6 separate regions of the Mus musculus genome follow, and regions 1, 2, 3, 4 and 5 are each linked to region 6. A link is a contact called in public HiCAR-type and promoter capture Hi-C data. All regions are on one chromosome and are shown on one strand. Each heading gives the region's core, a stretch centred on a gene start, on an enhancer-like site or on the middle of the called end of the contact. The rest is flanking DNA. Distances are from core to core; before and after follow the strand shown. Region 1 holds the start of Ifnb1 (interferon beta 1, fibroblast). Region 2 holds the start of Ifna1 (interferon alpha 1). Region 3 holds the start of Focad (focadhesin). Region 4 holds the start of Hacd4 (3-hydroxyacyl-CoA dehydratase 4). Region 5 overlaps Focad (focadhesin). Region 6 holds the start of Acer2 (alkaline ceramidase 2).

Region 1 (4,810 bases), core at 417-2,916, 1.6 Mb after region 6:
TAAGGATTAGGTACAGGGACAAAAATCTAGCCAGTTGGCACATGCTGGCAAGGTACCAGAAGAATTCCTTAAAAGTTTTGATTTTTCTCAGGACAGTTGTTGGAGACATTGGTGTTTTCTGTCTCTCCTGAATGCCCCTTTTGTATATACTTTCTTGCTTCCCACTTAGGGACCAGGTTTAATTTGATCATCTATCTCGGATTTGGCTCTGAGAGTTGCAGAAAAGATGGAAGCCAGAAGGATAAACCCAGGATTCTGTGTGAACCAAGTTGAGGGGCCAGGAGCAGATAATTCTGAGAGGTGGATGAAGAACAAGATGATGCAGATGTGAAGTGAAGAAGGGACAGACACCCTCAGCTTCCCCAGGGGATCATGAGGAGCAAGATAAAGGCATTTAGTAAGGATCGGGGTGCTTAGGGGCTCCTCATCTGTAGGCTTAGAAGCACATACACATTCACTAAACCTGGAGCAGATCATTTCCCTGATGGCAAAGGTTTTGGGGTAAATAAAAGAGGTGATACATTCCTCTGTCTGGCCACCCTAAATGCCCAGGCAGGCTGTAACTTTATAAGCACAGAGCCCCAGCAATAGAGGAGAAGCAGAAGGTACCCCAGGTTCTGGCTTTAGAGCCACCTGCTTGCTGCTTCCTTTATCAATCCCATAGCAGGTGATGCCACAGTCATTTCCCTAGATGCTTTAGATTTCCCATTATCTCTTACCTTGTGTATTGCATGTGTCTTCCTTTTGATTTTAAGTTCCTCAAAGGCAGGAGCCAGAAACTATACTACTTTTTTTAAAGGAGTACTTTACAAAGAACCCTTTATAAGAAGTGTCCAGCAATTATTAACATAGATGGCTATAGAAACCAGTAGAAATTAAATTGTCGTGTTGACTTTTTGTATTATAAATATTTTATTTTCTGAGGTTAAAAAGTTTAAATAAAAAGTAGAAAATAATTTAAATTATAAATTAATAAAAACTCTGTTTTCCTTTGACCTTTCAAATGCAGTAGATTCACTACCAGTCCCAGAGTCCGCCTCTGATGCTTAAAGGTTGCCTGCAACCACCACTCATTCTGAGGCATCAACTGACAGGTCTTCAGTTTTGGAAGTTTCTGGTAAGTCTTCGAATGATGAGAAAGTTCCTGAAGATCTCTGCTCGGACCACCATCCAGGCGTAGCTGTTGTACTTCATGAGTTTAAGGTACCTTTGCACCCTCCAGTAATAGCTCTTCAAGTGGAGAGCAGTTGAGGACATCTCCCACGTCAATCTTTCCTCTTGCTTTTCCTCTAGTACTGTCTTCAGAAACACTGTCTGCTGGTGGAGTTCATCCAGGAGACGTACAACAATAGTCTCATTCCACCCAGTGCTGGAGAAATTGTTTCTGAAGACAAGAAAGACATTCTGGAGCATCTCTTGGATGGCAAAGGCAGTGTAACTCTTCTGCATCTTCTCCGTCATCTCCATAGGGATCTTGAAGTCCGCCCTGTAGGTGAGGTTGATCTTTCCATTCAGCTGCTCCAGGAGCTCCTGACATTTCCGAATGTTCGTCCTTTCTTGGAGCTGGAGCTGCTTATAGTTGATGGAGAGGGCTGTGGTGGAGAAGCACAGCAGGAACGCAGCGTGGAGGATCCACCTGTTGTTCATGATGGAAGCCAGGCTGGTGTCGGCTGCTACCTGCAAGATGAGGCAAAGGCTGTCAAAGGCTGCAGTGAGAATGATCTTCCTTCATGGCCTGTGCTATTTATAAGGGATGGTCCTTTCTGCCTCAGAGGAATTTCCCACTTTCAGTTCTCCCTTTCAGTTTTCCTCTGTCATTTTCTCTTATTCTAACAGCTTCTAATATTCATTTTATTCAAGCTCCTGGCTATTTTATATGCTATGTACTGGGTTAAAATATATACAAACTAAGGATTTATAAAATCTTGTACAGTTTCACCAATTGCTGGAGCAAAGGAAGAGAAATATCCAGGAGAGAAGAACAGAAAGGAGACAGCCCTGAAGATAAAAGAACTCTCAAACAGCCAAAGTGTCCACTGAAAAGCCAGGCAGAGTAGCTGCTCATCCTGAAAGGATGGCACAGCTGCTGCCCTTTGAAATAGTGGGATGGTGGGAGAGGGTCTCTGTGAGCTCCCAGGGGGCTTACAATAGTGTACTATAAGAGAAATGGCACATCAATGGGCCATAGCTCCCTTTGGGAGAGAACCCCACATCCTGGAGAAACTGCTTAAAGTGGGGGTCCAGTTTGAGCAGTGTCAAAACAAGAGACCAGGGAAGGAAGGGTTGTGAGTGGGTAACAGAGAGAGAAGCAGCCAAGTTTCCCAGCACTTCACCAAAGCAACAGAAGAGGGAGCTCTGAGAAGTGAGAAAAACCAACTTGGGCCACTTCTAAAGGAGCAAGGACAATGAGGGGCCACAGGAGAGAGTAAGTACTGGCAGGAACAAATACAGAGTTATTAGTAACACAGTGTCTCCAGGATAATGAAAATATTCCAGGATCTTGTGCATATAACTCAGATCACAGCTGCAGTGCTCTCATGCAAGAGCTTAGCGTATTAAATAATTATTTAGAATAGTAAAAACCAGAGTCGGAAACTCTAGAAATGAAGTAAAAAAGAAACTTTAAAAAACAAAACAAAACAATAGGTTTTGTTAAATTATTCACAGTCACAAAAATGAGTTCTTTGGGAGAAATCTCCATTGGAGAAAAACCTTGAATCTTTTGAAACATATATCACAGCTAAAATCCAACAATACATAAACATTATTACATATTGACTAAGGGCAAAGTGAGATTTGTTCAATATTATAAGATACATAAAACATATGCAGTGGATTAGAAGGTCAAATGACCAAATAAAGGAATGTGAAAAATGACATTGGAAGAAGGGTGTTCTATTTTATCAATACATGAATTCCAAGGCATAGTAGGAAATACTGATAATGTGACTGTGGACAAATTATACATTTCAGTATAGCAAAGCCACCAAGAAAGCCAGGGAAAGGCCAGTGTCAGAACCATGCTGGTGATAAAGAATGGAAAACATCATTCTCTGCCCTCTCCAGGGGGTTCCCCACAGAAAAATTAAAACTAGCCAGACGCCAGGAAGAGAACCTTGAGGGACTGATAAAGATGAGACCTGTCTGCTGTTAGTGGGTTTATAAAAATGTAAGTTAAACAAAAAATGACGTAGGAATTTTTATTTTATAATTTTAAATGTACATTTATTTGGTGGGGGCAGGAATGATGGGTGTGAGTGCCACAGTGGGCAGATAGGAGGTAAGAAGACAATGTATAGAAGTCTGTTCTCTTCTTTGATCATGTAGTATCCCGAAATCTGCTGAACCACATCATTGGCCAAGGTTACCATTTTCATTAACCATATCTGCAAAGGGAACAGAGTAATAAAAGCTCTAGGGTGCCGTCAACTCGAGTCATAAATTTATTCAAACATTTGAAGTACAAAGATTTTGTTTTTCAAAACCAGCTGAAACAGAATTCTTATTCTGCATGACTTTAGGTTCACCCACTGAAAGGTGTGTGGGAGTGTCTGTGTCTCCTCTTAGGTCTGGGCAGATTTTTATATTTAAGAACCAATGATGATTTTGGAGGCTGGATCAGAAAGATGAACATAACTTCTGATTTGTTTTCTGGGATTCTTGCTCATGAGATTTTCAACAACTTAGTATAAGCTAAGTTGAGTAAGAAAGCCCAAATAAGCTGGCCATGAAGGCACAGACTTATAGTCTCAGTTCCTGAGAGACTGAGGCAGGAAGATTGCAAGACCAAAGTCAGTCTGGGCTACAGAGTAAGCCTGAGGCCATCTGTGCAGAATAGTTTCATGTCAACTTGACATAAGCTATCTGAGAGACAGGAACCTCAATTTAGAAAACACTGCCATAGAAAGTACCCAAGGAGCTGAAGGAGTTTGCAGCCCCCTAAGAGGAACAACAATATGAACTAACCAGTAACCCCAGAGCTCCCTGGGACTAAACCACCAATCAAAGAAAACACACAGAGGGACTTGTGGCTCTAGCTGCATATGTAGCTGAGGATGGCCTAGTCAGTTATCAATGAGAAGAGAAGCCCTTGGTCCTGTGAAGGTTCTATGCTCCAGTATAGGGGAATGCCTGGGCCAGGAAGCAGGAGTGGGTGGGTTGGAGAGCAGGAGGAGGGGAGAGAGGATAGGGGATTTTTGGAGGGGAAACTAGGAAAGGGGATAACATTTGAAATGTAAATAAAGAAAGTATCTAATAAAAAGTAAAATGAAAAAAAGAAAGAAAAAAACACTGCCTTAAGACCCAACTGTAGGGTTTTCTTACTTAATAATTGAAGGAGGAGGGCCCAGCCCATTGTGGGTGGTGCTAACATTTGTCTGGGTTTTACAAGAAAGTAGGCTGAACAATCCATGGGAAGCAAGCTATTAAGCAACCTTCCACCTTGGCCTCTATATCAGCTCCTGGCTCAATATCTGCTTTACTGGAGTTCCTGTCCTTACTTCCTTCGATGATGAACTGGGATGTGGAAGTATAAGCTGAATAGATCCTTTCTTTCCCAACTGGCTTTGGTCATGGTGTTTCATCACAGCAATAGAAACCCAAACTAAGACACCAGCAGAGGTTATATTTGGAGACCGTTTCAAAGAAACAGACAAACGAAAAAGACCAAATAAGCTTACTAGGAAAAAAATGTAGAAATTGCTAATTCATCTCTAATTTAATAATTTTAAGCAATAGAATTGTCCCTTTACCATGTCATACCATGGCTGTCTTTGCAGAAGTGTGTGCTACATTTGTACAACAGTGACAA
Region 2 (4,604 bases), core at 642-3,141, 2.0 Mb after region 6:
TTCTTTGAACTTATGCTCATAGGCAGACATTTTCTGAATTGGTTAGACCCTATCCTGTAAGTCATTATAATACCACACACACAATACGCACACACGTGCGTGTTTCATATATATACATATATATAGAGAGAGTAACAGATAGAAATTCTATAAATTCAAGTGCTCTGGAAAACACTGACTAGTACAGTATTCCAGGTACAGGTCTGTTCCTCTTCCACAGAGTCAGGGTTATAGGCATGTACTCCTCCTTCGGCCTTTACATGACTTCTCAGAAACCAATCAGCTATTTCTTCATTTACTGCAAGGGCTTTCCTGATTCAGCTATCTCCCCTACTGCCTATTTTAATTATTAAATAAGTCTCCAAAATTTACAATATTTGTGTCTGAAAAATTATGAACTACAGTGAGATTCACAAAAGATAGATGACAAATAATGACACTGATATTTAACTTGTAAAAAAAGGGAGATTTTGCTGTTTGCTTCAGGAAATGAAATAAGGCAGAGTTTCTGATTCTTCAGTTTATTGAGATGGGCACAAAACATTATGACCAGTTCTGCTGGATTTTCAATCCTGTGAAATGACACCAAGAGAAATGGAAAAAAAAAATGAGGATCTCCAAGCAGACACTGTGGAGCAAATACTGGTCTGTTAGGAGTATAAATCAACTGGGATTTCTTTTGTCAGGTGCTTTAGAACCAAGAATGTGCAAGATCCTGGTAGATTTCTGAGAGAAAGAGCAAAGTTTTGAATTGCTTGAAAAAGATTTGAAAGCGATAGTCAGAGACACAGGTAGCTAAAAGACTATGTATAAATATAACAAATAAAATCAGAACAACATTCCATGCAATGAAAGAGAAAAATCAGGGAAAAGGTGCTATAACCACAGAGAAGAAATCTTAAACTGAAAGAATTCAGTGTGTCAAAGAAGAATGCAGGTAGAGGGTAACAACCCACATGAGGTGCCTTTGTCACAAATGAGTGTTTGTGTGAATGTGTAATTCTGTGTGATTGTATGTGTGTGTGAATGAGAGAGAGAGAGAAAGAGAGGGGGAAGAGAGAAAGAGTGAGAAAGGGAGAGAGAGAGAGAGAGAGAGAGAGAGAGAGAGAGAGAGAGAGAGAATGCACAAACCTGTAATGTTGTGAATGTTGTGATCACGGCTCTTGTACATGCACTGGTTCTCTAATGCAACTGTGGGTTCACACTCAGCTCATTGAGTTTAATAGCAAGCTTTGTGCACCCTGCATCCTCCTGATGGCACTAAAATTATCAGATAAATAACTAATGTACAGTGATTATTAAATCAAGCTTCATATAAATTTATGTTACTTTTAATGAAGGTAACTCAAAAAACCAATTTTAGGACTTTAAATATTGGGAACTTTTAAAGTATCCCTTTGCTTCAATGTATATTAATTGAGAGAAACATGCAACCATACCTTGTATTATGATTTAAATACTCTGTAAGCAATATAAATAAAATAATAATTAATTATAAAATCAATTTGGTTAATGTTTGTAGACTATTTTACAGAAAACTTTGATTTATACTAAATATGTAAATTTCAAGTAAGGACAGTTTATCAGTACTGTAACAGTTAATGAAAATTCAAATTAGGAAAAGAAATGTAAGAAAGCTTTTGATGAGGACCAGTGAAAGAGGAAGCAATAATGAAAACCACAATGGTTTAGAAAACACCCAGACGCAAGCAGAGAATGAGTTAAAGAAAGTGAAAAGACAAGTGGAAAGTGATGGAAGGGCATTCAGAAAGTAAAAACCAGTGTTTGCCCTATTTAAGACACATTCACCCAGGATGGTCTTCAGAGAACCTAGAGGGGAAGGATCAGGACCAAACAGTCCAGAAGACCAGAAGCTTTGGCAACACTCACCATGGCTAGGCTCTGTGCTTTCCTGATGGTCCTGGCGGTGCTGAGCTACTGGCCAACCTGCTCTCTAGGATGTGACCTTCCTCAGACTCATAACCTCAGGAACAAGAGAGCCTTGACACTCCTGGTACAAATGAGGAGACTCTCCCCTCTCTCCTGCCTGAAGGACAGGAAGGACTTTGGATTCCCGCAGGAGAAGGTGGATGCCCAGCAGATCAAGAAGGCTCAAGCCATCCCTGTCCTGAGTGAGCTGACCCAGCAGATCCTGAACATCTTCACATCAAAGGACTCATCTGCTGCATGGAATACAACCCTCCTAGACTCATTCTGCAATGACCTCCACCAGCAGCTCAATGACCTGCAAGGCTGTCTGATGCAGCAGGTGGGGGTGCAGGAATTTCCCCTGACCCAGGAAGATGCCCTGCTGGCTGTGAGGAAATACTTCCACAGGATCACTGTGTACCTGAGAGAGAAGAAACACAGCCCCTGTGCCTGGGAGGTGGTCAGAGCAGAAGTCTGGAGAGCCCTGTCTTCCTCTGCCAATGTGCTGGGAAGACTGAGAGAAGAGAAATGAGTCCTGAGCCAAAGTGTAGAGGACTCTTCCAGACTAGAACACTGTACCTCTCTGCTCATATCTCTGTCATCTCAAAACTGTCATTCATTTTGGCAGGAATTCAAACAATTTGCCTAAATATTTCTGTAAAGGCACTTGTTCTCTTTCAATTCAGTTCTATGTATACATGTATGTATGCATGTATGTATGTATGCTTGTATGTATTTATTTATTTATTTATTTGTGTTTATTTATTCACTTATTTAACTATCTGTGTGATGTAACATATATTGCAGCATAATTTGGTAAAGTTATGTTTTTTATAAATTATTACTAAATGTAACTTGTTTTATTTGTTCATTCTTTAATTATTTTAAAATTTTATGTTGTGTATACTGGTATTTTTCAGTAAAGAAATTATATACATAATCAAGCTTCCAAGTATTGTAGTTACATATGACATTGCATAGTGTTCAGGCGATTAGATTTATTTCTCATCCATTCATGGTTAATTCCTACGTCTTTTCTTTTCTCCTGTGTATTGTATTCTTCTGAATGCCCAGACAACACACTGTTCAGGGATCAGGCATAAGATCTTGCTCCTGTCAAACTGTGTAAAGGGATCGGTATTTCTACAAGACACTCCACAACCATGTTCTTAGCACAAAGGTCATTTACCTGACCTGGAAAGACAAAGGACCAAGAATAAGACAAGGACAGGCGATAGAGGACTAGGGAGAAGGGGAAGGGAAGAAGGAAGAAGGGGAAGAGATACTGTCCTGGGGGTGGGAGCACAAAGGACTCCCTCTGGATAGAGAGGAAGCAAACATGGCCCATAGGCAGATGGCAATTAATAAAAGTAAAAGGAGGGAAACCTCTGTTAGGATGAGGTGTTTGATATTGTACAGCTTAATTGGGGGAACCACAAGGAGGCCTTTGTTTGCTGGTTTTCAGTACTTTAATAGCTAGACCTTGGTAGTCATGCTTAGGTGAATTAATTGGGCAAATATGTAAATAGCCCCTTGACAGCTAGCTTAACAACTCCCATCTAATGCTTAATAGCAAGGCAGAGGGATTAGGGGAGAAGGGCAAGGTCTGTCAGAACCCTGGTCATGCCAGTTTTCCATGCTCAGACTGGCTAGATTCCCTTCCTGTGACTTACTGTGCTTTGAAAGGGATTCTCCACACGTTAGCAGTGTCTCTGTTCCCTGACCCTGTTCCCCATTAGTCTACTCTCAATTCACAGCAGTGTTAAATAATTACAAGAACAAATATCAGTGAAGTCATATACAGAGTATGAAAATACAGCACACTTGTAATAACTATCTATCCTGCCTATACGGTGACAAATGACATATATCCTGAGAAGAAATCTGGAGTCAAACCAAGTCATAAGAGCTTCGAGAAATAACATTTGGGGCAAATCTAAACAAAGATTTGATTTACGTATAAAATGTATCCTTTAGGACTCCAGTGTAATCTCCCAATTTCATGTTTTGCCTTCTTTTAAAAATTATTTTATCTATTTTTTATTTATTTATATTTCAAATGTTGTCCCCCTTCCTGGTTTCCCTTCCACAACCCTCCTATCCTATCCCCCCTCCACCCTGCTTCTATGAGGGTGCCCCCCCCCAATCCTGCCTCACTGCCCTAGCATCCCCCTATGCTGAGACATTGAGTCTCCACGGGACCAAGAGCCTCTCCTCCCATTGATGCCAGACAAGACAATCCTCTGCTACATATACAGCTGAAGCCATGGGACCCTCCATATGTACTCTTTGGTAGGTGATTTAGTCCACTGGAGCTTGGGGAGGGGTCTGGTTGGTTGATATTGTTTTCTTCCTATGGGATTGCAACCCTTTCAGCTCTTTCAGTCCTTCCCTTAACTCCTCCACTGGGGTCCTTGTGCTCAGTCTGCAAGATCCACATCTGTATTGGTCAGGATCTGGCAGAGGCTATCAAGGCACAGCTATATCAGGCTCCTGTCAGCAAGCACTTCTTAGCATCAACAATAGTGTCAAGATTTGGTATCTGCAGATGAGATGGATCTCTAGGTGCGACAGTCTCTGGATGGCCTTTCCTTCAGTCTCTGCTTCACTCTTTGTCCCTGCATTTCCTTTAGACCTCTTGCTTCCCTGGCATCTGGGGTTTTCTAATGTCTACC
Region 3 (4,583 bases), core at 1,705-4,204, 1.2 Mb after region 6:
TTAGCTGTGGTGGTTTGGATATGCTTGGCTCAGGGAGTGTCCACTATTAGGAGGTGTGGCCTTGTTGGAGTAGGTGTGGCCTCATTGGAAGAACTATATTACTGTGGAGATGGGCTTTGAGATGCTCCTCCTAGCTGCGTTGGAGACAATCTTCTCCTGTTTGCCTTTGGAACAAGATGTAGGACTCTCAGCTCCTCCAGTGTCATGCCTGCCTGGAGGCCATGCTCTTTCTACGATGTTAATACACTGAATCTCTGAATCTGTTAAATGTTTTCCTTTATAAGAGTTACCTTGGTTATGGTGTCTCTTCACAGCAATGGAAATCCTAAGACAGTACATGACTTATATATATTTCAGATGCATGTTAGTGAAAGTTTTGTCTGGCAGCTTATAGAACTCTTCCTGGTTTTAAGGTGTTGACCTTTGGTCTTGTCCTTGTGCTGGCTGCTGAGTTGATCTCCAGGCTAAATTGGCTTCACACACTTCTGGATTACACCTTTGATCTTGCGATTCCCGTTTTGCTTTGTTTTTGAGAAAGGGTTTTTCTGTGAGGCCCTGGTTGTCCTAGAACTCCTTCTGTAGACCCGGGTGGCCTTGAACTCACAGAGATCCACCTGCTTCTGGGATTAAAGGCATGCACCACCACTGCCCAGCTCATCTTGCAATGCCTATGTTGAAAGCTAATTTCCAATGCAATAGCATTAATAGCTGGGGTTATAGCTTAGTGGTAGAGCAATTGCCTAGCACATGCAAAGCCTTGGGTTATCCCCAGCATGCTAGGGAGGAGGGCACGATGCCCCTGGAGGTGATTAGGTCATAATGACTAAACCTCAAGGATGTGGTTAGTATCGTTATCAGAATAGTTTGATACAGGTACAATGTGACCCCATCACCTGGGAGGCTGAGGCAAGAGAATGGTGAGTGAAAGTCAACTTCAAGTATATAGTACTTTGGATGTGAGCCTGGGCAATGGAGTGAGACACTGTGACAAGGAAAGAGGAAGAGCAGGATATGGGGTAGGAAGGTTTGCAGGGGAGAGGGTCCTAGTGAGTATAGAGCACATACTTAGAATGCATGAAGCCCACAGTTTGACCTTTCAGAATCATCAGGGAGAAAATACAAAGAAACAAAAACAGTGTTGGGAGTCTTTACCCCATCTGCTATAGGAGGGCACTGAGAAGGTATTGTCTGTAGAGCAAGCCCCACACCAGATGACAAATCTGCTCATTCCTGGCTTGGGACTTTCTAGCCTATCGAATGAGGGATACATTTTTTATTATCTGTAATATATTCACTCAGTAAGATATTTTCTCATTGGAGTCAAAAATGGGCTAAGATCTTTCAGAGTAAGTATTTCCCCACAAGATCCTAAACTATCAGTTTTGGAGACAGACACTTTATTGAGAACAGGATGGCTGGTTTCAAATGTATCAGCTAGGTAAATAGCCTTGGTCAAAGTGTTTCATATTTTGTGCTTAGTTTCCTTATTTGAAAAAAATGTAATAACTTTACTATTCAACTTGGTCTGTGAATTAAATAAGTTGATATACTTAAAACAGTATACCAGACATAACTACATGCTCGATTAGGAACAAGTGAGCCTCAAGAAACACAGGAATAAGCCAGGGGTGTGGCCCATGCCTTTAGTCCCAGCACTTGGGGGGCAGAGGCAGGCAGATCTCTGATTTTGAGGCCAGTCTTGTCTACAAAAAGCATATTATAATGACCTTGCAAATTTAACTTACAAAACTGCTTGCTACAAAATGAGAGCCTGTCTCAAAAAACCAAATACAGGAATAGACAAAGGAAACAAATTTAAAATGTTCCTAAAATTTGTACTTGTGTAGTTGGAAAACTTATGGGAATATCATCAAACTAATAAAACCAAAAAGGTAATTATAAATCTCACAGAACTCCCATGTCCCCAAGGATATAAGCGATTGAATACAGGAACATGTTCAAAATTAATTTAGATAAATTCTTACAGAATGAATGCATTATAAGTTATTGGAAGATCTAGAGATGGTGTGTGGAATGTAATTATTGTTCTGAGGTGAAGTATAGGAAACCAAGAATTTCCTGTTAGCATATTATAATGACCTTGCAAATTTAACTTACAAAACTGCTTGCTAAATTCCTACCACAGAATTAGAATCTCTAGAGATGTACCCAGGCTTCTTTTAAAGCGTCCTAATGCTTCTAAAAGTGCATGGGGTTTCAGAAACAGTCAGGTAATAGATTTCTATTCCTTTTAACTTATTTATTTATTTATAAACGCAGTTGTTTTCGTTTCTGCTGCGTTGTGCCAGGTGTCACAGACTTCCCCTGTGGGACCATTCCTTCCTATTTCGCTAAAGAAAATGCTTGGCTATAATAAATGTTATATAACAATAATAGTCGTGGTAAAGTTCTTTGAGCCAGCTCTCTTTAGATCAAATTCCCCCGTAGCAGAAATTCCTGGGCCTTGACAACTATACAAGTAGAAGCAAGGGCACAGCAGGAAGAAATGAAGTCACTGAGCAGCAGCTCCAGGAAGCAAGCTGGCTCTGAACCCTAGCTATCATGAGTACTCCAACCCCGCTCCCCCTGCCCCTCCTCCCCACTCCAGTCACGAGGATTTACAAAATCTCCAAATATCAAGAAGCTGTCCTGCATCTCCTAAAGCTGCCAACAGGACTCCCTGGCTCTGTGCAGTGGCATCTCCAGACAGGATCCTTTGCTTTCACATCCCAGAGCCTGAAGATCAGCCTGCACCCCTGCGAAGTCTGGCTGTGGCTAGGGCTGGGACCCAGCTTCACTTCAACATCTAACTGCAGTGAGCCGCCAAGGCCTTGTCACGCATGCGCGCGAGGGGGCGGGCATCCCAGCAGAGGAGGCGGGACTGGTTCTTGAAGTAGGTTTCGTATTGGCTGTCTCCGACAGGACCCGCCTCCGAGCGGTGGAGGCGGTGCGTGGGACACGTCAGGCACGGGAGCAGGCTGTGCCTGTGGCAGAAGTGAGGTAAGCCATGCGGCGTGGCTGACCGTCCACCGGCGGCAGCCGGGTGGGCAGTTGCCGCATCGGGTCCGGCTGCAGCCGCGGTCACGGGGGCGAGGGCGACCGAAGCTGGACCACTTGGGCTGGGGTGCAGGCCCGCGGCGGAGCATGTGGCGGCAAGGCCGTGGCGTCGCGTGAGGCGGGCAGGGCATTTGACCTGCTGCCCCTATTGCTGGTCCAGCGAAGCGTCCGGCTCCCGGAGGATCTGGCCTCAAGCGGTTCCCTGGTGTAAGGCTCCAGGACCCGCTGGCAGTGGAGGGGCTTGGCAGCCGGAGAGGCTGGCACGATCTGTCTAGCTTACCTGCCTCAGGTTGCGGTTGTCACCCCTCCTTAACCCGGTCGCTGGTTCGGGGCAGCGCCAGAGATCCTGGTGTCCTCTTGTCTGGCCTGGGGTGACTGTCTGAGTTCCCCGGGACTCAGACGCAGTTTTTGTCCACTTTAATGCAAAGGCTCTTGGGTGAGCAGAGCCTGTTTTCTGACTCAGGTCTCTGGCTCTGAAGAGTTTTTCTGTGGGGCTTCAGCGGTTGCAGGCGCCTGCGGTTGTGTAGGACTTAATCCCAGTTTGTTTCAGCCATGGTGCCTTGACCCCTTGTTTGTAGTTTTGGATCCAGTGAAATCATACCGTCATTGACTCATTCATTGCAAACTTTTAAAATGAGTTCCTTGGTGGATAGATAGTACCTGCCTTTGCTTGCATTTAATATGCCAGTGCTAGTGTCTGAGTTGACAAGATTTGAGATGGATTTTTTTTTTTTTTGTGGTTCATTTTTAGGATCTAGATTTAGATGCAAAAGATGAAGCTCTCTTGGACCTTATTCCAAGGGTTTTTTTTTTTTTTTTTTTTTTTTTTTTGTTGCTTTGGTTTATTTATTTATTTATTTATTTAATTTTGTTTTTTGCTTTTCCCTCTCCTTCTAATAAACCCTAAAGCCCATTGGCCCTGAGGGGTGATCCTAGTGCTTCCTATGGAAAAGTAAAGGGATGTGATTACAAGTATTCTGTAATTTTGGAATGTTCAAATTTTACAAAATTTACAAATGTTCAAGATTTACTGAACGGTGTTAGCAGTTGGGAACCAACTAAGTAAAAAACACATGATGTCATTTATGATTGTGTATTTTATGCTCCAGTGACAAGTGTTTCTGTTCACAAACACTTGACTAGCAAGCGAGTGAGTGCATGGTTACAATTTTGATTGACATCCAGTTTCTGCAAAGAAAGTACCATGACTCATCTAAATTTTGAAGTGTAATAATCATGAAGTTTTTTGTTATATATAAAAATACTCCATAGAGATAACTGGACAAGAATGCAGTTTTCAAAGCTTTTGACTTGCTTTGGTGATAAGTGATAGCCAAAACAACTGAATTATTTACTTACCAAATTAATCTTATTAACAGTTCACATTTCTTTGTTTTCCATATCTTGCTTAGTTTTTTTTTTTTGTTTCTTTTTTAATTGAAATAATTTAAAATTGTATCATGTTACTATTTGGTGGGTTTTAATTGCTTGATGGCTCTAATTGAGGCCTAATAATCCAAAAGTAA
Region 4 (4,469 bases), core at 287-2,786, 1.6 Mb after region 6:
AGAAGTTCAAAATGAAAATCAGTGAGGCCAGATGAATCCAGGGATAATAGTTAGAAATCGAAACCATTTAGGAGTGTTTACCTTTCCCAAATGAGAAGAATCTGACTGTCATATTTGCCAGTATCCATGAGTGGCCACAGAACTGAATTAAGTAATAGATGAAAAGATATACATTCTTCCTATACCTATAAATACAGAAAAATGCCATTAAACACATCTTTTAATGTAATGTACCAGTCAAACTGAGCAAGCAAAAGAAAACTGTTCCAGGTCAGAGTTCTATATTGGGGTCTTTCACTGGGTTGTCCCTCCAAACCCATGAGAGTCCGATGGGATGAATTTATCTAACAAGAGTATGTTGACTGAGATTGCTTAAAACCAAAGGTAGTTCTTTTCCACACTTCATTCTCATCTTTGATAACATTCTAACCTTGTTTCTCTAACACTTTCAGCCACTATGAGAAAAGCTTTGAAAGTTGAAGGGGACAGGGAAGAAACACTGACGCAAAGGGACTGATTTGGGCAGCTTGAACTCCAGTAGCTCAGCTTGCCAAATTAACTTGAAAGAGCTGGCTTACAGTTATCAAAGGGGAGTGGTCACAATTGGATTATGACTCAGTCATTGAACACACCTGACTTTTGTGATTGGGGTTGCACTCTCGTTCTTCCTGGCCCTGCCTCCTGTTGTATTTTACAAGGGAAGCTAGTTCTCTCCATCAAATGCACATAGAAAGCAGTTTAGTTGCTCAGCCAAAAAAAAAAAAAGGAAGTCAAGCTGAGTGTAAAGCTGTGTGTGTGTGTGGGTTCCTGGGGAGAGGACAGCCAGGGTGTAAACTGAATTTAAAAAAGAAGATTGGTGATTCTTGGTTTGAGGAGCTGGAAAAGGAGGTGAAGGGCTTCCCGGTGTGCACAAGGATGTGTAGAGTGGCCTTGTTAGTGTTAACAATGACTTCTCTTAGTTGGAAACTTCTGAGAAACAAGATATATAAGCAAACTCTATGGAGCAGTCAACAGATGACCAAAACTGCTATAGGGGTTAAAAGGGGAAAACTGCAAGCCAATCAGCATCACCAGGCTTCAGGTAAGCACTCCCCCCAGGCCCTAGTTTCCCTGGAATCTGGCCTGTGACAGATGCTGCTGCTACAGGATGCTGTCAAAATCACCCTGTGCCAAAATCTAGGGCGCAGCAAGGACAAGGAAGAGAAGAACTTGTGGGAGCGCACAAAGAGAAGAGGTGGCCTTGCAGCCCACCCTTCCATTTCCTCATCTCCAAAACTAAAAAACCGAAGGAAACAGCAAAGCCTCTGTCCTGAGCTATGGAGGAGAAAATGCAATCCACTACCAGGCAGAAGGAGCAGTGTTAAACAGTCAGGAGCTTCGCGGGAGTGAAAGCCGATGGGTGGGCTTCTGCCCAGTTCCCTGGCCCCTCCCTCCCCGCAGCCCCCTAATCCTACCTGGGCTGCAGCCAGGCTGGCAGCACCGAGGGCCCCATGGGCCACAGTCTGCTCCTCTGGCACCTCCGGGAAGCAGCAGGAGTGGGCTGGGAAAGCGGTAGGGGCGGGACGCCTCAGGCTGGGCTCGGGAAGGGCGGGGCCTCAACACACTCAGCAAGTTTTGAAAAAAAGCAGAGGTCAGGAGATGGGCAGGAGATGAAAGTCAAATTCCTGCCATGCTGCCCTAGGAGAGCTGGCCAGGCATAGAAAGTATGCGGGATGAACAAGCACATCCGCCCGAGGCTTTCCAAACTGATCCCAGGCTACTGATCTGTGGCTGGAGACCCCTAAGTTCACCTGCCTATACTCTTAACTGGATATAACTAGCTCTAAGGTTGCATGATCCTCAGGGTGGCCAGGGCCTTTCTTAGAAGCCCTAAGGTAGGAGAACGGTTCAGGAAGGAAAGCTAAGGGCAAATGGCCCAATATCTGTTCAAACATGAGCCAGAGCCCTCCAGAAATCCATCCCTGACACTTAGAGACCTGGGTGGCAGTGGTGTGCATAAATGCTTTTGTTCATTTAAGTTAATGTCATTTATTTAATGTTTAATGTCATTAAGTTAATGTTATTCGCTTAAGTTAATGTCGCTGCCCATGGCCAACACTCCCACACATCTTTTCCTGGTTTCTTGGGACAATGGCATCCCATCTCCTAGACAGAGTGACCCACCTCCTGGGTTCGTGAAGATCAGATTCCAATTATTCTGTTCTACCAGGTGAAGAGAACAAAACAGCTCCCCAAAGTATTTTCCCAAAAAAAAAAAAAAAAAAAAAAAAACCACCGCCACCACCAAAAAAGAAAAAGAAGAAATGGGAAAAAATAAAGAAAAAAAAAAGAAAAGAAAAAAACTCCCCCAAAACCCACAAGTGGAACAGTTACATATAGTTGCTGGAGTTGGAAGGTAGTGCTTCCATCTTACCAAAAAGGAAGTTGAGGCCTTAAGAAATATTGTCACTCACCACAGGTCACACAGCTGATAAACAGCAGGGTTAGAAGTTACAGTCAGCAATTTTTCTTCTTGGGTCATGGTTTCCTTCCTCATAGCTGTCACAGAGTCTGCCTCTTAGATGTCCCACTGTTCCGTGTCTCCCCGCCCCCCACCAGGGGCCAGCTCCTCTGTAGCCTCCGTTCCTTCTCAAGCCCCTTGGCAGAGGCTGCACTGTCCTCTCAACTGTCTCCATTGTCTCCTGTACACTGGCCTTCATGGCAGTGTAGGAACAAATTCATGTCACGTGGTCGTTCACACCCGTAACCCCAGCACTCTAGAAGCCGAGGTGGGGAGCTGATTCCGCCTTCAGCATCAGCCTGGGCTACACAGTGAGTTCCAGGCACCCTGAGTACAGAGGGAGACCCTATCTGGAGGGGTGGAGGGAAGGGGGTGCATTTTCAGATCTCTAACCCCAGAGTTTAGAACCCCTCTTTTAAACACCCCCCTCAAACCTTTGTCATCTGCCATCAACATCCAGGGCCCTATCTCATTTCCTATCACCCTTTTGCTCCATGTACCTTACAGTTTGGACTCCCAACACTCCCGAAACTACTCTCAGGGTTCCCCAAGTCCTTTCTACTGTCCCTCGGGCTTCAATTATAGGACGTGAATCTGTGAGCTTAAGAGCAAACAACACATAGACAAGAAACTATTTCCAAAGCCATCTGTGCCCAAACCCAGCAGAAGCCAGGGGTTCTGGACAGACTGGAGCTGGGAGGACAGGGTGTCTGCCCGAGAAGAGGTCCTTTATCAGCAAACTCTTCTTCATCCTTCTCCTGCCCTCCCTTCACTTCTCCAACTCTGCATATGGCTATGACTCCCATGCCCTGCCTCTCTGCACAGCATCCTCCCTCTGCTTCCTCAGAGGTAGGCCCTAGGTCAGCTCTTCTGCAGAGACAATCACCGTGCACAGCTCCATCTCTTCGAAGCCTTTCCGACTCTCTTCTGAATACTAGCTCTGGCCTTGGGACGGTTTCTGGGTATTGCTTTGTGAGAGTTTCATTATTTCCAGTTAAAACTGTTTCAAATGAGCTTACCGCCTTCCTTCTTAGATCACTGCCTACTTTTCTACAGCGAAGTCACCATTCTCAGAGCTACTTAGGTTTAAAACTCTGGCATCATTGCAAAGTATCCCCACCCAATACAGTCTTATCAGTTAGAGCAACTACTAACTTCCTACATTCGTTCACACACTCCAGCAGCAGTGTGAGCTGAAGCCGGCCCTCTTCAACCCAGTCTATACCATCTCCACAGCCACCTCCTGAACCTTCACTCCATCACTTGGCTTTACGTCTCTCGGATACATCAAAGATTCTATTTTAGTACCAGATGAAAAACAGGCCAATTAACCAACAAAAATAACAACAACGGCAATGAAACCTTCCCCATCCAGCAGAAATAGGTACAAGAATTTTCCAAGGAAATGGGTACAAGAATTATTACGATAAATCTGTCTAGATGAGAAGTGAAATTCCTCTCTTCCCTTGGAAGACAAACCCAGTGCACGTGTTCCTGAGGCCCAGGCAGTGATGTGGAGCTACCTTTACCCCACCCCATTCGCAGTCAGAGATTTGTGCAAGGCTACAGAAAGTCTTTCTTCCTTTTTAAACCTGTATTTTATTTTAAATTATATTTATGTATATGTAGGTACATATGTATGTACGTATGCATGTATGGGTGAGTGCATGTGAATACAGGCGCCTGTGGAAGCCAGAGGCATCCAATCCCCTGGATGTAGACTGGCCTGAGCTCAGGTCCTCTGCAGGAGCAGTATGTGTTCTTAACCACTGAGCCATCTCTCCAGTGCCTGGACAGCATTTCTTAAAATAGAAGTCTATCTCATAGAGGGACTTGATTTGGTAGTCCAATCTTATCTTTAGCCTGGGACCCATGGGTGTCATTTGTTGTCTATCACCCCTTGTGTTCTCTGACTCCACCAGGCACTCTCTGTCCCTGCGCCTCTGTGAATCTTCTCCCTTTAACTTGA
Region 5 (4,428 bases), core at 1,761-4,260, 1.5 Mb after region 6:
GATCTTAAGATGAATGTTTCTGACTCTATGGCCATGGCTGACTTTTATAACCAAATCTTTTTTTTTTCCTTAGTGAATAGAGTTTTTTATAATTTGTTAGTTAGGTGAATGTCATGATAACTGATGCATGGTCATATGTAATAGGGAACAGAAATGCTAGAGACATTGGTCAAACTATTACAGGCTAATTGGCCACTTTGTGAAATGGTAAGTCATAAAGTTTGGAAATTTTCAATTTCTTTTTTGCACTTCTCTCATGTATGTTATTTTTATCACAATTCAGTGGGCAGAGGAAACCTGAGTATATTCTGCTGTAGCTTCTGTCTCCCCACTTCTGATAATCATTGAATAAAATGTAGTTGTACTCTTGTTGGGAACAGGTAAGGACACACCTTTGTCAACTCTATTCACTTCATGTGCTCCAAGCAGATAAAGTTTACTTTGTGAGGATAGCATTCATTATTTAACAACAAATAAAAGGCTGTAAAATAAAGTTTAGATGCCAAAATAAAGTTTAGATTTGTTAATTTTTTTCTGCTATCATTTCACATTGTTCCTCATTTACAGATCCAACCTAATTTCCTTCCAGTGAAAGAGTGGGTTTCCATGGTGCTTAATACTCTCCTGGTCATTGTGGATAGCCATTACCACCCCAGTGGACAACTCTTCACCTGCTTTTATCATGTGAGTACAAGAACTATAAATGACCAGAAAGACAAGGGTTGACTATCCTAACATCCATTGCTCACATAGGTTTGAAGGTGTGTGTGTGTGTGTGTGTGTGTGTATAGAAAGTAGAAAGACTGGTGTGTAGGCTATAGGTTTGATTGAGTTGGTTTAGGATGTGTGCCACATACCAGTAATATGAAAGCTCTAGAAAAATTTTTCTTATGTATAGTCAGGGTCAAGGGCTACATTTGTAGGATAAGTGGCTCTTGGAATACATTTGGTCTTTTTTTTGTCATTGTTTATAAAATGAAAAGAATAACAGCATCCTCTGTAATGAATGCCTCATACCACCTCTTAGATTTGTGACCATTGACTTGACAGTTCACCATTGTCATTCTGGTTTTCCGTGTTTATGAAATAAAAGTAAAATTCCTCTGCTGTGCCTTTCTGACTCAAAGACTGTGAAGGTGAAATTAAGTTATGTGAAAGTATTGTATTTTCAAAACAGTGAAATTCTTTGTAAATACCAAGTAATCCTGTTGGTCACATGAAAAATTATTGCCACTCACATCTTCCTCTGTTTCATGATAACTGAAGCAATGTGAAATGCGCATCTTGTTGCAGTCTAATGCTCCCTTTGGGGTTGTGGAATTACTTTACTCCTGCAATGGTGTGTTATTATTTTGGTTTTGTCCTATAAGTATCCATTGCTTAGGAAATAAGAGAGATCACAGGTCAGTCAGCCAGGCTGCTGGGGATTGCCGTTGTTTAAAGGAAAACGTAGCACAGATCCCCAACTGTTGTGAAGATTATGGTTTTAGTCCCAAGTCCATTGCCCATGGTCTTCTCTGTAAATACTCTTGTTTCTTTTCACCCTGCCTTTGGGTGGACCAGGTAGGTATTGATCTGGGGCCTAGGGTCCAATGCTAGATTTTAACTACAGATTTGGACAAAAAAACAAAACAAAACAAAAACCAAAAAAACAACAACAAAAAAAAATAGGTAAAGGAAAACTAAATTGGAAGTTAAATTTTGTTCAGAGAAAGAATCCTCCAGAAAAGGAACAATTTGCTTAAATTGTTTTGGAGTATATAGAGTAACTGTGTGGGTCAGACACTCACCAGGACACACACTACATGAGAATCCTAGGCATTCTGCTTAGTCCTTATGAACCAGTAAGACAAACTCTTTATTGGCCAGTTCAGAATTTCTGCTTACCCCTTTAATTCTTTTTACATTATTACATATTTTAAGGACATATTTCAAAAGTCACTTCCTTTATTTCCCGTGTCATACGTAGCTGAGTCCATTTAAGAAGCATTGCCATTTGAAAATGTTGTATTAGTGTACAGTATGATGTCCTGTATGCTTGATGTGTATCCTTAAAGCCCTAGGGCTTAGGGAGCCAACACACAGGATTAAAACACACACCGTACAGTGCTTTGACTGCTGGGAATAAAGGCCGCTTCTATGGCATGTCTGGAAATCCCAAGTGGATAACAGTGAGGCAGATAGAGAGACTTTCTTCCCTACTTGAGGCACATTTACGAAATGTATAGCATGTGTGGCAGAGGGCTCTAACGTGGGACTCTTGCAGATGCTGTTCATGTTCGGCTGCTCTGTCAGTTTATTAGGGCTGTTGTTCATTTTCCTTCCCATAATTGCATATCAGAAGGCACATGTAGAGCCCCCAGTTTCCTTTTGAATAGCTGGTTATTGCTTTGTAACCAGAAGATTTTAGAATTTCAACAACTTCCCTCTTTAGTAAAAGGAATTAATCCCCTGTAGAAAATAGCCCATCTTTGGGTTGTGTTCCCACAAACAAACATTTGGGAGATGTGCCAATAGATCCTTGTGCTGAACTTCCACCTGTTCCTCCGCAGTGAACTTAACTCTTATCCACAGCCCTTCCCCTTTTCTTTTCTGGACGAGTCCTAGCTTTCTGAACAATTGTAATGTAGCACATCTATGTTCAGGCAGCTTTCCATTTGGCTTTCCTGTTATTTGCATGCAGGCTTTTAAAAACACTGAAACTGACTTTATATAGTGAGAGAATCCGCAGCCTTGAAACATGGGCACTTAGAATTCCATCTTAATTTCAGAGCACATTCCTCGGTAGTAGATGGGCACATTGACTGAAAGCTGGGTGTGCAAAAAGTCACAGTGAGAGTCTCCTTTATGTGCAGGTATAGGAGAAGCTCCCATGTGACAGATGTGCACCCTTTGTGTTTTAAAGCAAGAGGCTAACCCGATTTCTTTCTTTGCTTGCTCTAGAAGTCCTATTCTGGCGAGAACACAGCGAGCGCTATTGCGCGCTCTGCTGCCGCCACGGCTTTGTCTCTCCTAGTGCCAGTTTTCATTATCTCATGCAAAGAGAAGGTTGAGGAAATCCTGAACATGCTGACTGCCAGGTTACCTGGGAAACCAAGTGCTGATGAATCTCAGGCCGTGCAAATCCACATGGGCCTTGCGTTGGGGATGTTTCTCTCTCGCTTGTGTGAAGAGAAGCTCAGGTACAGTTGACTGAAGTATTGCTGTGTTTCCTCTTTGTGATTTAGGTGATGGGATGTATAGATATAGATACACACACACATACACACACATACACACACACATACACACACATACATGCAGGGACCTAAACATTGCATCTGAGCAGTATGTGCTTGCTAAACTTTTTGAAATGGTTGAATTTATTGCTTATTCTCATATATGGGTGAGTTTGACTGCCTAAAATATTACATGGATATTAGTATTCTTTAAGGGTTAGTATTCAAGTGACTGGTTACTTGAAAATCATCTCAGGCTGAGATAGTAGTACAAATGTATAATTAATAGGCATGAACCGTCTTAGAGGACTGTAAGTAAAGAGGAACTTCCCCCTCCCCCTCTCATTGTTGCTCCTTTATTGACATCTCCATAACCTGGGAAGAAACAACTGGGGAGTCCCATGTAGCAGAGAGGTGCTGAGAGTCACAGAATCACCCGGAACAGCATGTGCTCAGCTTTAAATGCTGCCTTTGTTCTGTGCCCTGACTACAGTTAGTAATCTTTAAAGAGTCCTAATCTGTGCATATTATGCTGGGTGCTTTATTCGGTTTGATTGCTCATTTTTCGGCTGCTAAGCATTATCAGTGAATGGTGCAAAAGGAATATGAAAGACCCAGGTGGAAAATTCCATTAAATGGGCAAGTTTTCTACACATCAATTAAACTATCTTAGCTTTGTTAATAATTTGTCTTTTCCCTGTATTTTATATTAAACCTTAGAATTTTATGCATCCAGGTTGATCGTAGTGCAGTCTGACATGAATATTTCTTTACTGTGGATATTGATGGTAGTGACTTGGACTTCAGCCGCTTCCTCCTACATGGGAAATAGGATATAGGGAGAAACATCTAGCTATGTTGTTAGATGTATTACACTTCCTAGTTGGTAGCATTTAGTGGTCCCAAAGAAAACACTGTGTTGTGGATAAAATGAATGATGTTACACAGCATCTAAAGTGCTCAATTTAAGTTTGTGTTTGTAATTTGCTTACCTTGAACAAACACTATTGTGTTTTGGGGGAGATTGCTAATGCTCTTGGGAATGGTATATTTCAAGAGGACATCTTTAGCTTCTGGAAGCATCTGTCAGACAAGTGGAATGACTGGCATAGTATCTGCAAATGAAAATGAGACATGCCCAGAATATTCATGGAGTCCCAGCTCTAGATGTGAACAAAGAATATGCCCCTTGCATGGGAATCGACGCCTC
Region 6 (5,119 bases), core at 1,432-3,931:
ACTGTAAGTTTAAGGACACCAGACCTTGTTGTTTTTTTTTTTTAATATTGTTACTCTAGTTTAATACAAAAATATCATTCTTTGAGCATTTCTTCAGGCTTCACCCTTGTGAAGACTCCTAGGCACATGTGAAATTAACAAAACTTTTATGTTTTTCTCTTGTCAACCAATCAGTTTTGTATTGATTGGAATCCTAAATCTAGCCAGAGACCCTACATAAGAACCAAGAAGATAAAAGAGCTTATTCTCTCTGACAGTGAAGGACTTTGATTTAAAACCTGAATTGTTTCTGACAATATGTGCTCCAGTAGAGTGCTGGAGAGATGACTCAGTGGTTAAAAGCACTGGCTGCTCTTCCAAAGGATTTAGGTTCAATTCCCAGCACCCACATGGCAGTTCATAACCATCTATAACTCCAGCTCCAGGGTCCCAATGCCCTCTTCTGGTCTCTATGGCTACTGCACACATGTAGTGAACAGGCAAACATGTAGGCAAACAAAACACCCATACACATAAAAATAAACAAAAAATTAAAAATATTGAGGACACTAGGGGCTGGAAAGAGATGAATCAGTGGTAAAGAGTTGCTGCCAGGCAATTGGGAAGAGCAGAATTCAGATCCCAGAACTCATGTAAGACACTGCTACATGTACAGTCATGCATCGGTGCATGGCTGTAACCCAGCTCCAAGGAGAACTGAAGCAGGATCAGTCCCGGGGTTCACTGGCTGCCAGCCTAGTTGAGGAAATGCAGACTCAAAGTTCAGGAAGAATCCTTGTCTAAAAGGTAAAGGCAGAGAGTGAGAGAGGCTATACCTGGCAGCTGCTTTTAGACTCTCTCTGCATGAATAGACTTGTATAGCATTCTCTATGAGTACCGCGCACACTCATACAGACACCTTTCCACAGGACTCAGTCTTTTTAAAAAGTACTGAGGACCCTGAATACCCTTTATTTATATGGGTCTATCATCAACATTTTTACAATACTAGGAATTTAAACTGGCATATCTAATGCCTATGAATGTGTAAATTCTATTAGGTGTCATATATCACACTGCAGCCTTTGGAATGCTACAATACACACTGATGAGAGAGAGGGAGAGGGAGAGGGAGAGGGAGAGGGAGAGGGAGAGGGAGAGGGAGAGGGAGAGGGAGAGGGAGAGGGAGAGGGAGAGAGAGAGACAGAGAGAGAGAGAGAGAACCTGGATGTGATGGTATGTGCCTATAAATTCTAACACTTTGGGGGCCAGCCTGGCTTGCATGAAACCCTGTTTCAAAAAAAAATCAAAAATAAAAATGTTGCAAATGATAAATAATGTTACAGTACTAACAAGAAACATTTTGATCACGTGGACCACAAATTCAGAAAATTGCCATACACAGTAACTGTTTTATATCATATTGGATAGATAGATAATGGATAGTTTTTCTTTCCAGGATTACAAGCTTGTGCCACTACACCCAGCTTATTTTTGCCTAAGCTATCGGGAGGAGAAAAATATGATCACATGAGAAAGCAGTTCTGCTGGACCAGCTGGTGTTGAATATACAACAGTGGGGGAGCCATTACTGTGCAGGGAGCCCTTATAGTGCATTTTTCGTTTGTGGCTCTGGCCTGCTCACTCCTGCTAGCCTGTAACTGACCCTAGAAGGAGGTCACAGTCTATGTTCTTCTTCTTGGGTTCCAGAAGACCTTCAGTAGAACCGGCTCTAGAGAAGGGAGAGGGGACAGAAGGTGGGATAATGAGGTCACAGGAGTGGTTTGGCCTGTAAGGAATAAAGCTGGATTTCGTAAACAGGAGGTGGAGACTGGCAGCTTCTGCCAGCCGTGGAGACAATGGCTGTGTGGGTGTCTGAGGAAGAGAAAGGTAGAAAGGTTAACAGAACCCGCTACCCAGGATGCCACCGGGGACACCTAATGAGTGACATATGAACGAACACTCTCTCAACAGTGCCCAGCTCATAATACTATATGTACTATATACAACTATGTATGTATTACGTTCTGTACTTGTGTGTTCTTACCTGCATCTTCTGTGGGTTGGGATGGCCGAAGGTTTCCCCAAGTCTTATGTTACCCATAAATGACTAAACATTCAGTACTACAGAAATGCTCTCCTGGTGTGGGTGGCCCAGGATGCTTGGCAGGGTCCAGAGAACCTGTTGCTACAGCCTTGAGAATCTTTTTATCCTAGCCAGCAACGAATTGGGTCTGGTAAAGCTGTTCTGCCTTCAAGAGGAACAAGAATATTCCTTAGGCGTGAGAATTGGTGTCCCTAGTGCAGTGAAGAAAATTGCTGCGAACTACCCCGGAGTCCAAAGAGGTCCGGGTCTCTGTGCGTTTTTCCGTACTTTACATTTTTACAAAGGGTAGGGGCCGTTTTGGCGTTCTTTACACAACCTGGACGCACGCGGACAAGAGCGACTCCGAAGACCTTTGCCACCAACCACGGTGGAACCGGAGAGTCCCGACTTCCACCCCAGCCCCGGTCCTACCCTTGGGGGTTCCCCAAGCCTGTCAGGTCCCGCCCCGGGTGGGCGTGGCCGCCGTGCTCCGGGACTCCGGGGGGCGGGGCTGGGGCGTGAGTGTCCCGGCGGTGGCAGGCGGGCACAGCCCGGCTTGGGAGGGCCGCGGGGAGGCGCCGTATCCGGAGGCTGTCCCGCACCGCATAAAGCCACAGACGCACAGTGTGCCTCGCAGCCGCTCGGGCCGGTCGCCGCTGCAGAGAAGCTGCTCCGATGCTCCAGAGCGGCCATGGGCGCCCCGCACTGGTGGGACCACCTGCGGGCTGGCAGTTCGGAGGTGGATTGGTGCGAGGACAACTACACTATCGTGCCTGCCATTGCCGAGTTCTACAACACGGTGCGGGACGCGGGGAGCGGCGGGGCAGGTGGGCGGAGGGAGGGAGCTATCCCCGTGTCTGTGGCGCCTGGAAGCAACCGTGGACGTCCGTGGCAGATTCACTCCACGCCCCCTTCTCCGGGCGCTTCTTCCAGCTCCATTTCTGCACTCCTCTCCGGTCCCTTTCCAGAGCTCCTCCAGCTCTTCCTGTCATTTTCTTCTTTATGGCTCTATTGTCTTGTTTGGCTCCTGTGCTCCGGGATCCAAGGGTCCGCATCAACCCATTTTTTCCAGTTTGGGTCATTTAGGGACGTGAGCTCACAGGGGCAGCTCCCTTTTTTCTGCCTAGGATCTTTGTGGCGTGACGCACCTGGGTCTCATTGTGCGTTTTTTTTTTTTTTTTTTTTTTTTTTTCCTCTGAGTACCTGTTTTGGGCTCCCTAGGAAAGGGGAGCCCTGGACATGTCCAGGGCTGGGTCCACTCTCACAAATCGGCAAGTCCTTTTCACTAAACTATGACAATGTTGATCTAATTATTTTCGTCCAGAATCAAGTAACTTCCTATGAGTTCTTTTTCTTGTTGCTTTTAGAGTCCAGTTTTGAGCCAGCTCCTAGTGGTGACTGTGAAGTCTAGGAGTGATAGCTGTGGGTTTTCTGGACTTGCCTAGGTCCCTAGATATGGACAAGCAGAAATTTACAGAATTCCTGGGATTTTGTTCTTTGCGAGAGGGAAGGATTGTCCCTAGGAGAGGAAATGTTTCTGCTTTTTCCCCCTGAACCCATCCATCCCTCAGGACTCTGGTATCCAATGTGACTTTGCATGGTCATTTTTCTGGCTTATCTTTTTTTGCTGTTCAAACAGAGAAAACAGGAACTCTTTGAGTCATTGTGAGTTTGAGATTGCTATTTAGGATTTTTTTTTTCCCCTTTCGGATTTCTGGAAAGAATGTTCTCAGCAAGAATCAAGCATTATTGCCTGGATAGACCCCTAGTCCCTTTTATGCCCCTGTCCTTTACTTTTGATCCCCCAACTCCCGTTTTTGTTCGTATTACTAGGCTATTGAGCAGTGAGCTGTCATGCCCATGTGCTGCTATGTCTGCGACTGACCCAGAATTCTCCACCGTGCCTTATCCAGGGCTTTTCCTCCACACCCACTTCTTAGTTGCTCAATGAAACCAGACCTTTGACATTCAGAGACATAGGGAAAGATCTAGTTAGTGAAAGTGGCCACATGTTCCCTATTATCCAACCTGGTGGGGTATTTATGATGCTCTCTACATAGACAGGCACCATCAGAAGAGGCCGGAGCAGGGCAGCTGGGGTAGCTGAGAAGATCCACCAGCAGTATCAAGTGGAGAACCGCTGAGAAACGCTAAAGGTTTCACTAGAGTCAAGGAATGACAGGCTGGATCATTCACCCCCTGGCACTCTCCTGTGGAGTGTGAGAGCTCTCAGCCAGGGTTAGCCCCAGTCATAAAGTCCCCCAAAGCTCATGCATAGTTGCTCTGAGCCAGCCTTGAAAAGCCCCCAGGGAGAATATTCTTTCCCTTTCCTTCTTCCCTCATCCTCGTTCCCCTCCCTTCTACCGCCTCCTCTTAACTTTTCTCTTTCTGACAAGGGTCTTCCTGTCTAGCCCAGGCTGGGATTAAACTTGAGGTCCTCCTATCTTGGCTTTTCAAACAGCCTGTGCATCTGGCTGCCTCTTTGTTTCAGTTTAATCCCACTGGAACTGTGTGCACCGAGCACAAAACTCTGCTGTGTAAAAGAGCCGTAGTGTTTGTGGCTGCTTGAGCTAGCCCATCTACCTGGTAAACTTTTTCTTTGGGATTAATAAGCCACCACATTTTCTCTGGAATATGGAGGAGGGTCACAGAGAAATAGCCTGTCAGCTGGGTGGTGAGCATAAGCCCCCCCAAACCCGTTTCCTCTCACTGTGGCTCTGCAGACCTGCTGATGCTACTACAGAACTTTCCTGGGCCTTTCTCTCTTATGCTCAGAGAAGGTCAATGAGTTGTTGATGATACACATCTCCTAGAGTCCTCATAACAGATAGCAGGTTTCATTATTCATTTGCTAATTTGTTTTGAGACAGGGTCTCACACCATGTATCTCTGGCTGGCCTGGCTCTCACTATGTAGACCAGGCTGGCCTCGAATTCACAGAGGTCTGCCTGCCTCTGCCTCCAGAGTGCTAAGATTAAAGGCATGCACAACCTTGCTCATCTCATTGACGACAGGGTCTCCTTATCTTCCAGGCTGGACCTGAACTCACTTTGT

The links. Promoter capture Hi-C pulls out the DNA fragments that hold promoters and counts their contacts. HiCAR-type assays count read pairs that join an accessible place to other places.
Region 1: a contact with region 6 is called in a promoter capture Hi-C map of neural stem cells. The contact joins the promoter of Ifnb1 here to the promoter of Acer2 in region 6. A contact is called at or near these places in 3 of 39 promoter capture datasets (cranial neural crest, liver and neural stem cells).
Region 2: a promoter capture Hi-C map of pre-B cells shows a contact between it and region 6, with 7 times the contacts expected there. The contact joins the promoter of Ifna1 here to the promoter of Acer2 in region 6. A contact is called at or near these places in 2 of 39 promoter capture datasets (hippocampal neurons and pre-B cells), 1 of 484 Hi-C or Micro-C datasets (CD4 T cells) and 1 of 115 datasets of contacts at active chromatin or transcription factors (acute myeloid leukemia).
Region 3: a promoter capture Hi-C map of hippocampal neurons shows a contact between it and region 6, with 5 times the contacts expected there. The contact joins the promoter of Focad here to the promoter of Acer2 in region 6. A contact is called at or near these places in 4 of 39 promoter capture datasets (embryonic stem cells, hippocampal neurons, liver and 1 more), 1 of 484 Hi-C or Micro-C datasets (muscle stem cells) and 2 of 115 datasets of contacts at active chromatin or transcription factors (astrocytes and cardiomyocytes).
Region 4: a HiCAR-type map of astrocytes shows a contact between it and region 6, with 6 times the contacts expected there. The contact joins the promoter of Hacd4 here to the promoter of Acer2 in region 6. A contact is called at or near these places in 1 of 39 promoter capture datasets (hippocampal neurons) and 1 of 115 datasets of contacts at active chromatin or transcription factors (astrocytes).
Region 5: a contact with region 6 is called in a promoter capture Hi-C map of hippocampal neurons, with 6 times the contacts expected there. The contact joins the enhancer-like site here to the promoter of Acer2 in region 6. A contact is called at or near these places in 9 of 39 promoter capture datasets (the 3T3-L1 cell line, cranial neural crest, embryonic stem cells and 5 more) and 1 of 484 Hi-C or Micro-C datasets (embryonic stem cells).

Annotation. Positions count from the first base shown.
Region 1 is chr4:88,521,128-88,525,937 of GRCm38.p6, forward strand. Ifnb1 (interferon beta 1, fibroblast) reads right to left here and starts at 1,667. Exons shown (of 1, transcript NM_010510.1): 1 at 898-1,667. The coding sequence starts at 1,647. The coding sequence ends at 1,099.
Region 2 is chr4:88,848,196-88,852,799 of GRCm38.p6, forward strand. It overlaps Ifna1 (interferon alpha 1), which reads left to right and starts at 1,892. Exons shown (of 1, transcript NM_010502.2): 1 at 1,892-2,461. The coding sequence starts at 1,892. The coding sequence ends at 2,461.
Region 3 is chr4:88,091,676-88,096,258 of GRCm38.p6, forward strand. It overlaps Focad (focadhesin), which reads left to right and starts at 2,955. Exons shown (of 44, transcript NM_001081184.1): 1 at 2,955-3,000.
Region 4 is chr4:88,437,379-88,441,847 of GRCm38.p6, forward strand. Hacd4 (3-hydroxyacyl-CoA dehydratase 4) reads right to left here and starts at 1,537. Exons shown (of 7, transcript NM_025760.5): 1 at 1,455-1,537; 2 at 82-185. The coding sequence starts at 1,492.
Region 5 is chr4:88,341,636-88,346,063 of GRCm38.p6, forward strand. It overlaps Focad (focadhesin), which reads left to right. Exons shown (of 44, transcript NM_001081184.1): 26 at 568-684; 27 at 2,944-3,182. Among named protein-coding and RNA genes, the nearest start is that of Hacd4, 95 kb to the right of the region's middle. Within about 2 kb of position 3,011, at least 17 of the 459 cell types and tissues checked have an H3K27ac peak or open chromatin away from gene starts, as enhancers often do. A contact at or near this core is called in hippocampal neurons, where this site is marked.
Region 6 is chr4:86,871,733-86,876,851 of GRCm38.p6, forward strand. Acer2 (alkaline ceramidase 2) reads left to right here and starts at 2,682. Exons shown (of 6, transcript NM_139306.3): 1 at 2,682-2,864. The coding sequence starts at 2,757.